2 separate regions of the Mus musculus genome follow, and region 2 is linked to region 1. A link is a contact called in public HiChIP or PLAC-seq data. All regions are on one chromosome and are shown on one strand. The core of a region is the stretch at or near the end of the contact, and the rest is flanking DNA. Distances in the headings are between cores, read along the strand shown. Region 1 overlaps Ifi207 (interferon activated gene 207). Region 2 overlaps Ifi202b (interferon activated gene 202B).

Evidence for each region. HiChIP or PLAC-seq counts read pairs in DNA pulled down with a chosen protein or histone mark.
Region 2: a FOXA1 HiChIP or PLAC-seq map of pancreatic cancer cells shows a contact between it and region 1, with 6 times the contacts expected there. The contact joins two enhancer-like sites. A contact is called at or near these places in 8 of 39 promoter capture datasets (the 3T3-L1 cell line, 3T3-L1-derived adipocytes, embryonic stem cells and 5 more), 1 of 115 datasets of contacts at active chromatin or transcription factors (pancreatic cancer cells) and 1 of 9 other capture datasets (liver).

What each region holds. Positions count from the first base shown.
Region 1 is chr1:173,721,242-173,724,841 of GRCm38.p6, forward strand. Ifi207 (interferon activated gene 207) reads right to left here. Exons shown (of 8, transcript NM_001204910.1): 8 at 2,186-2,511. The coding sequence ends at 2,491. Among named protein-coding and RNA genes, the nearest start is that of Ifi207, 19 kb to the right of the region's middle. Within about 2 kb of position 1,935, at least 5 of the 459 cell types and tissues checked have an H3K27ac peak or open chromatin away from gene starts, as enhancers often do. A contact at or near this core is called in pancreatic cancer cells, where this site is marked.
Region 2 is chr1:173,971,706-173,975,305 of GRCm38.p6, forward strand. It overlaps Ifi202b (interferon activated gene 202B), which reads right to left. Exons shown (of 7, transcript NM_008327.2): 3 at 3,028-3,441; 4 at 486-674; 5 at 1-52. Among named protein-coding and RNA genes, the nearest start is that of Ifi202b, 9.3 kb to the right of the region's middle. Within about 2 kb of position 1,641, at least 18 of the 459 cell types and tissues checked have an H3K27ac peak or open chromatin away from gene starts, as enhancers often do. A contact at or near this core is called in pancreatic cancer cells, where this site is marked.

The DNA.
Region 1 (3,600 bases), core at 685-3,184:
GTCTCATTTCTGCCTCCTGGCTGAGGACTAAGGCCTGAAGGGACCCAGTCCAAGAAGATCTTTTGCTTCTGCCACCCACGCGCTCTCCTGTGTAGACTGGACTCAGTGATCCCAAGATTCTGGGTGTGCTAGGGCCTGCCTTTGCCCATTGTCCCTGTGTTTTGAAACAGATGTTGTGTTCCACTCACCAGTGATCTCAAGTTCCTGGGTGAGCTAGTGCCCGCTGAGTTTGTGTCCAAGATGGTGCAGGGATGGAGCTGACCAGAAGAATTCCAGCCAGTGGTCAGGCAGGTGTCCTTTGCCTTTGTTCCTGCTAGCACAAGACCCTCTGGGTTTTTTTTTTTTTTTTTTTTGGAACAGATGTTGTATTTCCCTCAGCAGTGAAATCAAGTCCCTGGGTGTGCTAGTGTGCTAGTGTGCCTGCAGTGTGCAGAGACCTCTGGGGACCTTGGGACCCTCCACCGAGTTCTTGCCCAAGATGGCCCAGAGCTGGCCAGTGAAGTTATTTCTAAGGGCAGCAACCATTTTTAAGGTTCACAGCACATATATTTGCAACCTGTTGTATGTGGGTATCCACTTTGCCAATAGACTTCAGGTGTATTGTTTAAAGAATGTTGTGTTTATGTGGAGAGACGTGAGCAATTGCCATCATGAGCCTCCGCTGTGCCTAACTGGTAAACAAGTAATGTGCACAGGTGCAAGAGTAAATTCGTGCCAAGTCACTGCCCATCCCAGGGCGTAGTAGTGGGGTGATGAGTGAGCAGCTAATCAGGAGCTGACACGTCACATGGAGGGGTATATAAGCAGCATCATTTTCCTTGTTCGGGGTTCTTTTTTCGCCTATGCAATCAATGCTCTCCCAATAAACGTGTGCAGAAGGATCCTGTTGCAGCGTTCTTTCTGGCCAGTTGAGTGCGCACAAGATGTGTACACAGTAGATGTGGATAATGATTTCTGCCTGGAAGGTGCATTGAGGTTATAGGACAAGAAATGTGGGGTTTCAAGGTGATAAACAATAGTCTGTCTCACCCTCACATGTTGGAAGAGCAAAGCTAAAGCAAAACAAGTAATAAAAACAAACAGAATTTCCTTCCACAAATGCATTCTAGTGACATTAATCTATCGATGAGAAGTGATTGTGAATTAAAAACATCCCATTAAGCTCAAAATTCCAGTATCATTAGAATGGGGAATAAGACATGGATTTACATCAATAAGATGTGAGAGGCACTCATCCTTAGTTCTTGCATCTTCCTGCCTATATTTCTGCTGCCAAAACCTCTATCAATCCTCCTTGCCTCCATTTCACATCATTACATGGGACTGTGAATATTGGTTGTAAACAGATGGAATCTGGAATTGCTTGGGAGAATACTTTTAATATGTGCAAGAGGGCCTTCTAGACTTTCAGAAGGAATTTGCAAACACTCATCATGAGTGTGGGTTGCATCAAATAGGTTCAGGTCTCTAATGTGTGTGTGCATGTGCGTGTGTGTGGGGGGGGGAGAGACAGAGAGAGAGAGAGAGAGAGAGAGAGAGAGACAGAGAGAGAGAGAGAGAGAGAGAGAGAGATCAACTCTAGAACTCACTTTTCTCCACCCAACTCGTTCTTCTTTACCATTAAACCATTTGCAAAAAATCCATCCACTGATCCTTCTGTTCGTTTATCAAGTCTGTCTTCACAGCAGTGAGAGAAGTCAACAATCAAGAAAGGCACCTCTGGGAATGCTCCTGTTTTAATGCCTTAGATTTCCTTTCTCATAAGCCTTCTTCATTTGGCTTTAAAGATTTGCAGTGATTTTATTTCACTCTGGAATTGAAGATGGGATGCCTTACAATTGAAAATAGTATGCCCCACCCTAAATACCTCATTCTGGGGATTTTTTCCAATACCTAAACTCTGTAATGCACTCACATTACTCAGCATCGTGGGTGTGAAGATTTAATGCTGTCCTCAGCATATTAGTTTTAGAAACTACACTCAAGGCTGAGTTCTACCGCCTCCCACCCGCATCTTATTAATACCTTAATTTCATGGGTAGAAAACTCAGTCTACTTGTTCCTGAACATGCTTTATCCTTACACATCACATTTCAAGCCTGTATTCTCCAGCTTTATCTGAGGGTCACTAACTATTTTAAAGCACCTCTCAAATGGTTAAAAAATACTCCCAAATGCACACTGCTTTACAGAAATTGTGTGAATTTATTTTAAGTTTTAGGTATAAAAATTACAAATTAAACAATCACAGAAGTTATAGAGACAACATATAAAACTTTGATAATAGAAAATGTGTAAAGCATATAAGAAAGCCCCATTTCTTAGAATTAAGAGCTGCTTTTAGTAGAGCTGGTATTTCAACAGGCCTATGCACTTTTATTTTCTGTACTTGAATCTTATCTCCACAAAAAATGTCATTGGCATCCAGGTTTTCAGAAGTATGGTTCCAGAGAGGTTCCCCTGACTGAGTCTGGGTTGAGTGGCTTTCCTTCACCTTCTAGCATTGATGACCTTAAAGAAGAAAACAATGAAGTCAGATCACTTGGAATGCAGTCAGATCCACACCCTTCTTGCTGACTACTCACCATGAGTGCCATGTGCCCTTTTCTCACTCTGACCTTAAATACATCTCTGTTCTTGGAGTCAGCTTTGTTCCCTTCCTTGGGATTGTAAAATTAGCAAGTCACTCCTGCAGCTTCAGCATAGGTGGAAGAGCAGGGTTTGTTACAGAGGTACAGGGGAAAGGAAAGAGTTGTAAGGCCTGAGGTAAGGACTGAGTTGCAGAGTTTCATTGAACAGGGAGGTTGGAAAGAAGAAAAAAGAGGCTTTGCTGCCATGGGAGAAGGATTGGAATTTTGACAAATGGCTGATGGTTTGGAGAACAGGGTAAAGTAAGAGTGTTTCTATGTGAATGACGAAGTCATCACTTACTTTTCTTTTGTTTACGTTACAATAGTGGTGTGTTCCTGTTTGTGTGTGAGTGTGTGTGTGTGTGTGTGTGTGTGTGTGTGTGTGTGTGTGTGTGTGTTTAACATAAACACTACATAGATGTAGGTCAAAGGAAGATGGAGCAGAACCACTTGGCCTGGAGAAGCCACAAGTAGCAAGGAATCTCATAACTGAGAAATAGAGCTGTGTAGTGATATATCTGCTGAAAAATCTGTGTAACTTATAAGTATTATAATTGAGTGGTTTGGTGTTTTCTTTGCACAGGCTTATTGGGATTGGTGATTTACAACAACACCTTGTCATCTAACTTGCTCAGGACATCCTTGGGAACTTATGATTTCTATCCATTATCCTTTGCAACAGAAAGTATTTACATGTTATAAATGAAGACCTCGAAGTTCTTTGTCTTTTAATATTCGGTCAATTTGAAACATCAGAGAGTCAGAATTTGAAACAAGCCTCTTAATTTTCCTGTCAAATATTCCCTCTGCTAAATGGGACAGTTTTCTTTTAATCAATTAGCTAAACATATACCAATGGTTGAATATTTCTGAATTTGTTTTCTTATTATGATTTAAAAACTCGTCTTAAAAGAAATGGAATGAAGCTTATATGTTAAGTGAGCAAACCTTGATTTTTCCTCCACCTATT
Region 2 (3,600 bases), core at 391-2,890, 250 kb after region 1:
GACCTTTGTGGTAACCATCCCCTTCAAAAGATTCTTTTAGTAGCTTTTCTCCCTACAAAGAATATATACAGAAAAACCAGCCAGAGTTAAGTCAGGTAAGGAAAACTTATATTGAATAAAATGGAGAAAGTGTAAACAGTGACTGATGTGCTATCACCTAGGCAATGGAAGAAATAGACATGTAGGCAGTAATTTAGCTGGTACGAATCTCACATAGTAGACGACGAGTTTGTATTGATATTTTTGTGGGTACAGATAACTGTATGATATCTTATGATCAGGTACTGTTACAATGAACTACTTCATTAACCCAGTCAGGGCATTTTAAAGACTGGAATCACAAAACTTTTTCCTAAGGGCATCATCTGAATTCCTTCCTCCAGGTACAGAATTGTCTATGAAAAATATTGAAAACCTCAAGTTCAGAGTCTTAAAGCAAAAGTCAATTTCCTCTTTGGCAAATCCCTTCTCTGTCTACTTCCTACCTTGATGAAACTGTGATTTCCAGAGTGTAATATTGGTTTCCCATTTCCTTTTCTCAGGTGAAAGGAGAAGAGTTGGAGTTTATCTCCTTTCTCATAGTTGATATTGTGCTGTTTTTTATCCCACACCACTTTTATATTATCTTCATTATCTTTTATTTTGAAGGTTATACTTTTATCATTCACTTTTTTCTGCAAAAGTAAAATTAACATGCATTCTCTGAAAGTTATGTCATCCACATTCAACATCATACATTCAAAAAGATCATTTATTAGAAAAAAATCATAGTAAAATATGAAGCCTGTTATAGACATAGGCAATCAGTGAAACCTTCCCAAGGGATTTTCTATCGCTGTTGTCCATGTCTAGTGTGTTGTCCATGTCTAGTGTGTTGTCCATGTCTAGTGTGTTGTCCATGTCTAGTGTGTTGTCCATGTCTAGTGTGTTGTCCATGTCTAGTGTGTTGTCCATGTCTAGTGTGTTGTCCATGTCTAGTGTGTTGTCCATGTCTAGTGTGTTGTCCATGTCTAGTGTGTTGTCCATGTCTAGTGTGTTGTCCATGTCTAGTGTGTTGTCCATGTCTAGTGTGTTGTCCATGTCTAGTGTGTTGTCCATGTCTAGTGTGTTGTCCATGTCTAGTGTGTTGTCCATGTCTAGTGTGTTGTCCATGTCTAGTGTGTTGTCCATGTCTAGTGTGTTGTCCATGTCTAGTGTGTTGTCCATGTCTAGTGTGTTGTCCATGTCTAGTGTGTTGTCCATGTCTAGTGTGTTGTCCATGTCTAGTGTGTTGTCCATGTCTAGTGTGTTGTCCATGTCTAGTGTGTTGTCCATGTCTAGTGTGTTTTGGTCCCAAGGGTAGAGCATCATTAATGAAGACATAACTGGTATGCAGTCAAATCAACCAATACACAGTTTATTCAAAGTTTATTCAACTTCTTTTAAAGGCCAAGCAGAAGAAAGATTTTCCCAATTTCCAGTTTTCTAACAGGTGCACTTTCCCTAGCAATAGCTTATCTTGGTTCCAAGTGACTCAGACCTCCCTGCAGTCTGGGAAATCTGTCTGCATTCCAACTCTGAGATGTGATGTCTAATTAAACCAGGAACAAAGTTACTTTCTCATGAGAGAAGGAACATCTAGGTCACTTCCTCAGGATTACAGCTCACTTGGCAGAACAGCAGGATTCTCTGCTTGAGAAAGTATGCCACTGGGTCTTAGTCTGCTAAGAATGACAATGATTCTAATTCTCCTACCAGCTAGCAAGCTGGGAGCAGTCTCCTCCTGCCATTTCTCTACAACTATAATGATTTGCTTCCTTGATTTGGACATTTCTTCCTGGAAGTGCTCGGACAATAAATGTTATTCCTGTTTTCTACTGCTTCCTATTCTTTAACAGCCTGGGTTCTCAGTAAATTGCCTGAGATCACTGGAATCAGAACTTTGGCAGCTATCTTCCTATCTTCTGCTTGTAAAGAGATGAATGAGCATTTGTTCCTTATGTTCATTCATTCAGTAGGTTACAGGGAATCTTCAAAACAGGTTAAGATTACAGTAACTTACTCACTTAGACCCTCTTCCTACCTCTCTACAGTATCATGTCCAGGAAAGCCAATGTCCCCGATTTATACTTTATTGGACATTACTCAAGCTATTGCTCATAAACTTTTCATCTATGTTCATATGCATAGTCTGTAAAGGGTATTCTATAAGGCAATGGATTTTGTAAAACAGGGGTTTAAAAAAAAAAAAGACAGACTAAAGAGGCTTAAACCTGCCAAGTTTATAAAACATTTGTTGACCTCACCAACATTGTCAATTTTTTATCTGAATTCTAATACTCGGCATTTAGCCATAGATACATCACTGAGATGTCTGTATATATCTATTAAATGTAGAAAACTAGGGAATCTAGAATACCTGATTTAATTACCTTTAAAACTTCATTTCCTATAATACTTATCATTTGCTAAGCTATTCAGAAATACTTAGTTAATAGAAAAAGATATGAATCAACACTAAATGATTAAACCTACTATGTGTAGAGATATTTGATTCATTCTATTGAATGGTTTTAAGTTAATGGGGGATGCCATCTAATCTACTTATGATTCCAAAACAAAAATGTTACAATAAAAATTCACCCTCTTTCAGGTAATCTTTTGAAACATAGTCTAGAGAAAGAAATGGGTGTTGTATAGTTGCAGTAGAGGCTAAAATAGAATCTGTTAGCATTACCAACCTGTGCCCTGTGACTTTCTTGTTCACTGTAGCTTGTATTGTATTACAAGTACAATAGATATTTGTAATGAGTAAAATAGTGTATCTTGGTAAAACATTTTTAAAGAACTCTCAGCGATATCTTAGGAAGTAGACTGTTAAAAGCTGGCCCACTCTTATTACCTAATCCATTTGATTATTTCAAATTTTATCCCCAGCCAAGATAGAATGTTTTGTTACAATACTATCATTAAGCACTAAGTGGAAATTTACCGTATTTGATTTCAGACGTCAGTGGAAAAAAAGTTTAAAAAGTTTTCACACATTACCTTCTCTACTGCAAACACACCATAAATCAGTGTTCCAGAATCAAGTTCTTTAATTTTAGAGATCTTAAGAGTTTCTTTTGCACTTCTGATAATATTTTTGGGCACTTCAATAATTTGGTTAGGAGCAGCCTCTGACACAGTGGCAGTTTCATTGATCTCTAGGATGCCACTGCTGTTGAAGTATTTGGAAATGGTAATAAATTTATTTTCTGTGAACTTCTCTTTCAAGTCCATGTTGAAAACTTTCACACGGTAATATTGGCTCTCTGTAGCCACTGTAGCATGAAACATGTTCTCTTTTCCCTCTTTATAATTAAATGGTTCTGTTGCAGTGAGTACCATCACTGTCATGGGTTTCTCATGAAGAACAGCACCTTTGCTAATGTTCTTTTTTGGGGTGTGTGACTTTTTGTTCTGCATTGAAAAAATACAGGGATATAAACATATAAGTTTAGCAGCAAATACAAATTAACCTTTACATAAGACAAATCTCAATCTCAACATTGTTTCCAACAATTTTTATGTATTTGTAAAACTAAAGATAAGCTAAACAGGATTTTTTTTTTAAGTTGG